3 separate regions of the Mus musculus genome follow, and all the other regions are linked to region 1. A link is a contact called in public HiChIP or PLAC-seq and Micro-C data. All regions are on one chromosome and are shown on one strand. The core of a region is the stretch at or near the end of the contact, and the rest is flanking DNA. Distances in the headings are between cores, read along the strand shown. Region 1 holds the start of Egfr (epidermal growth factor receptor). Region 2 holds the start of Vstm2a (V-set and transmembrane domain containing 2A). Region 3 holds the start of C1d (C1D nuclear receptor co-repressor).

The links. A called contact is a pair of places that touch in the nucleus more often than the background predicts. HiChIP or PLAC-seq counts read pairs in DNA pulled down with a chosen protein or histone mark.
Region 2: a Micro-C map of embryonic stem cells shows a contact between it and region 1, with 2.4 times the contacts expected there. The contact joins the promoter of Vstm2a here to the promoter of Egfr in region 1. A contact is called at or near these places in 1 of 39 promoter capture datasets (embryonic stem cells), 1 of 484 Hi-C or Micro-C datasets (embryonic stem cells), 1 of 115 datasets of contacts at active chromatin or transcription factors (embryonic stem cells) and 1 of 9 other capture datasets (liver).
Region 3: an H3K4me3 HiChIP or PLAC-seq map of stem cell-derived neural progenitor cells shows a contact between it and region 1, with 4 times the contacts expected there. The contact joins the promoter of C1d here to the promoter of Egfr in region 1. A contact is called at or near these places in 2 of 39 promoter capture datasets (cranial neural crest and liver) and 1 of 115 datasets of contacts at active chromatin or transcription factors (stem cell-derived neural progenitor cells).

What each region holds. Positions count from the first base shown.
Region 1 is chr11:16,750,836-16,753,704 of GRCm38.p6, reverse strand. Egfr (epidermal growth factor receptor) reads right to left here and starts at 1,502. Exons shown (of 28, transcript NM_207655.2): 1 at 1,135-1,502. The coding sequence starts at 1,222.
Region 2 is chr11:16,256,383-16,259,082 of GRCm38.p6, reverse strand. Vstm2a (V-set and transmembrane domain containing 2A) reads right to left here and starts at 1,341. Exons shown (of 5, transcript NM_001290539.2): 1 at 997-1,341. The coding sequence starts at 1,075.
Region 3 is chr11:17,256,157-17,258,856 of GRCm38.p6, reverse strand. C1d (C1D nuclear receptor co-repressor) reads right to left here and starts at 1,310. Exons shown (of 5, transcript NM_020558.4): 1 at 1,199-1,310.

The sequences.
Region 1 (2,869 bases), core at 253-2,752:
AATTAGGGGTTATATTTTAGTTGGCCAAATATCAATCACTTGGGGGGGGGGAGGGGTGTGGAAGGAAAGAAAAGAAAAAGAAACCCAAGAGGGAACGTCTCAGCTAACAAGTAAGAAAGTTTGCTACCGGCCTCATTTTGAAACACCAAGGGTGCACTACACCCAAGGGCCCAGCTGTCACAAGGAGGTCAGCCATCCATTGCAAAGGCAAGTGATGCTGCAGCAGCCCAAGCTTCTGGGAAAGGGCAAATTCAGGGATCCCAGGGGAAGTAGCCACCCCGCAACGCTAGCTCCAATCTGGCATGGAGCCTTGGTCCCCAACCAGTGCACCTAGCCTGGCAAGTCTCTGGCATGCTCTATGCCTAAGAGGCGGAATCGACCCACCCCACCCGCCACCCCCACGCCCTCCTTTTTTTTTTCCTAGTGAAGAAGCAAATGACCACTAACACCATCTCTTCCCAGAAGTCCTAGGTGGTTAGTGACAGAGAGATCTCCACACTTCCAGGTCATTGCTGCAACTACACACCCGCGAAAGGGCAAGCCAGAAATCTGCAAGCTACATTGGGACTCAGGCTACCAGGTCCTGAGAGTACCCTGCTGGAGAAGAGAGGAGTTGAGGGAAACCGCGCTCAGGAAACCGCGCGTCTCAGAGGTTCCGACCTTGACCAGGGGCGCGTTGGTTCGCACTCCAGTCCCTCAACTCTCACACTGAGCGGGTGGGACACACCCGACCCGCTTGAGGATCCGGGGTCCCTCCGCTCTCCCTGACAGTACTGGGCGCACGTGCGCCAATGCCCGGCGTCCCGCGCTGTCCCGCACCACGTTTCTGCTCCGAACGCCTACTGAGCGCAGGAAAGTGAGGCAACTAAGTTGGCAGCAGTCAAGAGCCCCGGAGCGCACAGCCGCGGCTCCCACGCTGCCCTGGCAGCCCCTCTGCTCCTAGCCCAGTCTCCCTTCCTTCGGCGGCCCCAGTCTCGCCCATTCCAGACTCCGTCCAGTTCCTCCTATGGTCCCGGCCGCCTTTGGGAGCCAGAAGAGGAGGAGCGGGCGGCTGGGGACTTAGAGTCCCGAGCGGAGGTTGGGACTGGGCGAGCTAGCTCGCAGGGGGCGCGGGCCGGTGGGACACGCCCTTACCTTTCTTTTCCTCCAACGCCCCACCTGCGGCGCAGAGCGCGGTCAGCAACACCAGCAGTGTGGTTCTCGCGGTCCCTGAGGGTCGCATCTCTGACCGGGAGAGGTTGGCTCTGGCTCTCCGGGATTAATCCGAGACAGACGGAGTCCCACGGTTGTGCCCAGTGACTGCGCCGGCAACGACGAGACCCGGACACAGGCTCGCGTCCAGGTGACCTGTCGTCTGTCTGGGAGGCGGTAGCCTCCGGGACTCGATCCAGACGCCCTAGCCCAGGAGGAGCGCACAGTGCGGGAAGAAGAGGAGGGAGGCTGCTGCGCGTTGCGCTGGGGCTGCCCAGACGTCTAGTTAGCTCGGGTCGGGACTGGGGGAGGCTGGGCGGGAGGAGGAGGGACTAAAGAAGGAGGAGGGATCCAGAGGAGCGAAGAGGAGGAGAATGTCAGGAGAGAGGAAGCGCTCTCCGCGAGGATCGAAAGCAGGCAGTGACCGGAAGGTGGTGGTGGATGGCCTTGGCCACCACTAGACAAGGCTCTGGGGGCGAGTTCTGGCTGTGTGCAGCGGGTCAGTGGGTGGCCTTTGGAGTTAATTTCTGAGGGGACTCCGCTCCGCTGCATTTCAGGACCTAGGAAGTCCAGCCAATCTATGCCAGGGTCCCCTCCTTCCTTCCCTCTGTCTCCCACCTTCTTCCTTCCTTTCTTTCAATTAACCAAACAACTCTGGACCACCTCGGTTACAAACTGTCCAACCACAGAGCACAGGTTGGAGAATAACACAGGTGGGGACGCTGTTCACGTATTCTCCATAACTTCTCCAGGATCTCAGAAGGGTCAGGCTGACTTGGCAGCAGTTTCCAACAGCACAGGCAGAGGCGGGTGCCTCAAGTCTGAAGTGGCACTAAGAAGTCCAAGGGTCCTTCAGATCCCATCAAGAACCCTCCATGTCTTCTGAAAGAAGGGCAGCCAACTCCTGACACTTAGAAGGGCCTCAGTATATTTGCTGGATGAAAGCATGCATGTTGAAGAACATGGCATTTTCTACACCTGGAGCCAGTCTGGAGTGCTTGAAAAGCAAAGCAACGTACACATGAGGCAAATTCCTCCACAAAAGCAGAGACTTGACATAACAGCAGTGAACAAATCTTTAGAGCAGTTAGCATCCTCTAGTGACCTCAGCTAGCCCTGCCGCACATCAGGAGGCAAATTGCCAAGTAAGTTCACTTAGAATTTGACCAGTAGAAATGTGTCCCTGAACTTCAGGACCCACAACTAAATTCCTTCAGCAAAGACCAACCAATGTCCCTACTTCTTAGCTATCAGAGGAATGTCCCCTGCTTCCATTCAATCCAAAGTCTCTGAGTTTTTCACAAAATCACTTGGTCCCCTAATTTAGGCCCCTTTGCTGTGGGTGTCCTTGTTAGCAGAAGTCATGGCTAACCAGTGAGGCTCAGTCCAGCTTTTTCCATGCAGCCAGAAAGGAGGCATTCCGGACTTTTCGTCCGCACCCTGCAAAGTCAGGGCTGCTGCCCAAGTTTTGTAGGTGGCGTCTTGAATGGGAACACGTCACCCAGCCTGTGCAGGGACCCTCATCACAACCTGAGACCTTCACTGAGAAGTAGAGCGGGGTTTCTTAAACTTTTCCCACGGGCAACCTCTTTTCATAGATGCTTTTTATGTAATCTTGGGATTTTATATAAAATAGGTGTTCAAATCAGACATCGACTAATGGTAGATCCTAATGCAA
Region 2 (2,700 bases), core at 92-2,591, 490 kb after region 1:
TAATAGATCCATGTGAAAGTCACAAAAATAAAATCCCCTCCCTCCCTAGAGGGATCCTCGAACATGGAATTTTTGTTTTTTTGTTAAGAAGGCGATTGTTCTTAGCTTATCCAAGGGGTACTTTGCAAAGACCTGATGTCTGTCTAGAAGGAGCCTTTTATTTGTGGGGGAGAGAAGAGGACAAGCACAGGCACACATATGAAAGGAGGGTGACTGAAAGGCTGGCAGGAATGATTACAGCCACTTTCTCCTCTTTTCTTAAAGATAGTGAATCTGGGTGTCTCTTTTCACTGTTTTATGAAACCCCAAATTGAGCAATAATTAAAGTGAACATTTTATGTTTTATAGAAATGGACACTATTCAAAAGGTACCGTCTGAAAAGGCTTTTCTGCTTACATTAGCTAGTGGACTGGGGCATTTCTGCTTGCAGAAGTGATGCAGTCTTCAGCAGGCAAAAACTGTGATTTGCTCATGGTGTTGAAGCAACCACCGCAGCCTGCAAAGTCCTGAACAACTGGGCCCAGCAGGCTGCTGCCTCTTATGATGCAATTCATAGCTCCTTGTGGGTCCTCTGGTAAACACATGGGGAAGAAGTCACAGGGACCAGAGAAGGGGACTACAGCTTTCTGCCTCCAGAGAGGAGCCCCTTCCAAAGAGCAGCTTTGTATTCCTGAGTGCTTGCCTTCTTCATGCACAGTGAAAATGCACACACACACACACACACACACACACACACACACACACACACACACCTGTGTATGTGCTCACTGAACTCACCCATCATTACCTGGCTTGCATCTACTAGATGTTTCTCGGAAACCTGGCTTGCTTGCAATTAATAAACTTTGGGAGAAAAAGCCCAAATGAACACTATTCATACTATCTAAACCCGCTATTGGCTTGGTTTGAGCCACTCTCCAGCTGTCTGTCCATTCTTCGAGTTGGTTCAGCACACACACGCATCACCACAAACACATCACAAGCAACCGACTTACCTTGAGAAGAAAGCCCTTGTTGTACATATAACACGGAAAAGAACATAAATCCAACAGACGCCAAAAAGATCCCCATCATGCCAAGGGAGTGGGGCACATCCGTGTAGCCCAGAGCCCCAAAACCTAAAAAGACAGATAGGCAAGCGTGTCCGCAGGCTGCTCTCAGAGCCTGGGGCGCGATACTGCACGCATGCTGCCGCTCATAGCAAAGAGTAGCTTGGACACAGGGGATTGCGACTAGTGAGGGATGGACCGAGCTGGCTGCGATCCGGAGGCTTCAAGGCACAGACCCGGGTTGCCACGCCGTGAAGTGTCTCCGCCGCCGGCTGGCTGCTTCCGCTACCTGGCAGTTCGTCCCACGTCAGTCGCTCGGCTTGCGTGCTCGCCGCCCTCCCCACGCCCAGCGAGCCCGCGGCGAGTGGAGCGGGCGCAGGGCGGCGCGGACTGGGCTCGCGCGGCGCCCAACTTTGCCTCTAATGGCTGCAATGATGCCTTTAACTCTCTGAGCGCCGGGACTGCGCACCTGCCGGCCGGGGGTGGGGATGCGGGGCCCTGGCAGATCTCTGCTCTCCAGTCCGCCTTTACTCCCATCAGTCAGCTCGGGTTTAGCTGGATCAGATGGCGTTTTGCAAAGAGAGAAGGACAGGTTTAGGGTCTTGGCGTTTGCTCTGGGGTAGGGGTTAGGGATTTCAGGAGGAAGTTGAGGCATTGTTAAAGACGGAGGAGGAGTGGGGTGGGTTGGGAGTGACTGCTTTGGGGAGATGAAAACAGCCCACGGAGGAAAAAGGCGCTTAACCAGTTATTAACTGCTCCAGCTAAAATGATCTTATGCTATTATTATTTCACCAGAATGTATTGTAAGCAGTTTACAGCCCAGGAGAGGCCATTCATGCAGGCACCAGATCACTCCAGCTGGCGAATGGAAGGCACAAAAAGTACAAAAGTCATGTATTAGAGAATGCTCCAGAAGGAAAAGTCCATAACGCTATGCGTATCATCTTTTTCATGCTTATACCCATTGCCTGCGTTGCCTCCCTCCCACAGTATTCTGGGTGGAGGAGGGGTTTTGCAAATCATTAAGGTCCTCTTTACAAGATTTATTTTTGTTTTGTTCAGTTCCTTTTGCATAACATTAATTACATAATAGTCTTTAGGATTATGTGAATAGACAATATTTTAGCAGGCTCTCTCTCTCTCTCTCTCTCTCTCTCACACACACACACACACACACACAGACACACACACACACACACACACACACACACACACACACACACACACACACACAACCCTCCAGTAAGTTTCAGGACTTGGAATAAGCCTAGTCATTTGCTTTGGAAAAGCTTGAGTTGTATACTGTATTCTTAAAATTAAGAATCTTAAAACAACAAATACACTCAGAAACTCCTATCAGTTCTTGCCCAACTCAACCCTGGGTCAATGAACTTGCATTTTAAATTTTATTTTTATCCAAAATCACCGAATAATTTAAATTATTTTCATTATAGTTTCCTATGTAGATAGACATATAGTCTTCCTTAGTAATTGGAAATATGCATTAATCTTAATAATGCTACCAGAAACCAGTGAAGTTTATATATTTCCATTTTATAAGTTTTGAGTTTGTGCTTGGCTGATGGCTTTCCTGTCACACAAAAACTTAACCCTACCATGGCCATAGTATTTTAAAGCACTTGTCTGCTA
Region 3 (2,700 bases), core at 61-2,560, 510 kb before region 1:
TGATGTAGACAAAATAAATATCAATAAAACTCTTAAAGCTATACTCCATTAGTAGAATGCTCAAAGTACTAGTTCATAATATTAGTTATTATTTAAGAAAGTGGAAATAACAAAGAGGTAATCCACTGTAGACTATTCAGAGCCATACATGAAGAGTCAAATGCTTGCAAACAAGTGCTACTGTTTACCCATAGAACTTTTCAAAGTTAAAAACAAGAGAAAACTGCATCCCTATAGGTACCGGAAAGCATCCACAACATCTCTGATTTGGGAATTTCACTTCTATTACTAGAAAACAACAAAAACTGTTCACACTGTCATCTTATCTTGTAACAAAACAATTCAGTCTATCAATTCCACCATCCAGAAGTAGTTTTCTAAAGTTCAATAAGGATAGCTGTCATTTATAAATAAAAACTAACGTTGATACTTAGTTCTGTCTACTCTTAGTCCAAACAGGTTAATAATTACACCACAGACATCTCACCAGGGCAAATACACCTTTTCCAAGCCAAAACTAAATTGTAGTCAACACATTTTAAGTCATTAACGCTATCTTCCAACAGAAATTTGAGCCACGATGAAATTTTCCCAGATGACACTGAAAAATTCCTCTTAATACAATCCGCTACAGCAGAAAGCTGCCGGCCCGGCCCGGTTTCCCACGCCTTTAATCCTAACACCTAAGAGAGGGAGGCTGATCTCGGAGTTCGAGGCCAGCCTGTTCTACAGATCGAGTTCCAGGACAGCCAGGGCTATACTGAGAAACTGTGTCTCGGAAAAGAAAAAGTAAAATTAAGGAAACCCTTGTTTCAAAAGGGCTAACACTGCCACCGCAAGCATTCCGACCTTGGGCGGAACAGGAAGGGCTGCACGCAAAGTTACTTTTTCCACCTTCCATTTTGTCTCCGTTTAGATTTGGAATCAGCTAGAAGCTGATGGCGTTGGGTGTTTTACTTGTCGCTTTTCAACCTCTGAAAGGCAACGTTAACAGTGGCAGCGAAATGAAGACGGTATTGACAGAGAAACTAAAGGCCAAAGCAAAGCCCGAGAGCCGCCACTGCAGGGACTACGCTAGAAGCGAGCAGTCCCGCTCGGCTCCTCCCAGTCGGCCACAGGACGGACGTGATCCCGGGGTGCGGGAAAAGAGACTGTGACGGGAGCACGACAAGCACCCGAACGCGGTTCTGCACAATACCTCAATACCGTGGACGCCTGTCTCCGGGAAATAGGTCGCACGATGATGACGCCATGACACGGCTTCTGCCTGCCGCCCGTGCGTCTCTCCCGGTCGTGCGCGTGCGCACTTCAGTCCCGAGGCTTGCCCCGCCTCTGTCCATCCAGGAGCTAAGTGCAGTGGTCTGTCTGTCTGTCTGTCTGTCTTTCTTTCTTTCTTCTGTCTGTCTGTCTGTCTTTCTTTCTTTCCTTCTTTCCTTCCTTCCTTCCTTCCTCCCTCCCTCCCTCCCCCCTCTCTCTCTTTCTCTTTTTGACACATTTTTTAATTAACTATTTATTTACATTCCAGGCGTTACCCCCCTCCCGGTCCCCCACCCAGTTCCTCACACCATTCTGCTCCCCATCATCTATCTCCCCATCCCCCATTATTGGGGCCTCAAGACCCTTGGGAATTGGACCCATCTTCTCCAACTGAAGCCAGACTAAGCAGACCTCTGCTACATAGGTCCCAGGAGGCTGGGGAATGGGTGGCACTTGGCTCAGCCCATGTATGCTGCCTGGTTGTTGGCTCAGCCTCTGGGAGCCCCCCGGGGTCCGGGTTGGTTGAGACTGCTGATCTTCCTATGGGGTCACCCTCCCCTTCAGCTCCTTCAACCCTTCCTCTAATCCAACCGTAGGGGTCTCTAACCTCAGTCCGACAATGGTTGGGTGTAAGTATCTGCCTCTTTCTCAATCAGCTGTTGGTAGAGCCTCTCAGAGTGGACAGCCATGCTAGGCAAAGAACTTAAAGGTCTCCCGCCAAGGTGGCAAGATTGGAGTCGAAGGCCCTGGCATTTTGTCTAGATTAGGCTTCTTCAAACTGAATGTTCCTTACACCTTTGTCCATTTCTTTGCTTTGATGGAAGTTGGGTCCCTCCGGACCAAACTGTGCACCTCAGATTAATCTTTGGAGGGGCTTCCCTAATATAGTGCCCGATACCTGGTTAGGTGATAGTTATGAAAAATAGTTTCAAAAATTAAATGAGGGTGTGAAGATATGAAAAGTACAAGTTCATATTTTGTGTTGTTTTTGTTTTTGAATGGGTCTCACTGTGTGATATAGCTGACCTTGAATTCAGGATTATCAGTACTAGGGTTACAGGCCGTGCCATCATTCCTAACTGTGTTCGATAGTTTTATGTCAACTTGGCACAGGTCTCCTGAGTGGAAGGAATCTCAATTAAGAAAATGCCCCATAAGGTCAGGTTGTAGGCAGTCCTGCAAGGCATATCATTAGTGATTGACAGGGGAGGGCCCAGCCAATTATGCATGGTGCCATCCTGGACTGGTGGTCCTAGGCTGTCATAAGAAAGTAGGTTGGGCAAGCCATGAGCTCCTGCCTCCAGGTTCCTGTCCTGTTTGAGTCCCTGCCTTTACTTCCTTAGGCAAGAGCGGTAATATGGAAGAGTAAGCCCTAACCCCTTCCTTCCCCAACTTGCTTTTTGGTTATGGTGTTTCCCTGCCACAATAGAAGCCCTAAAACAC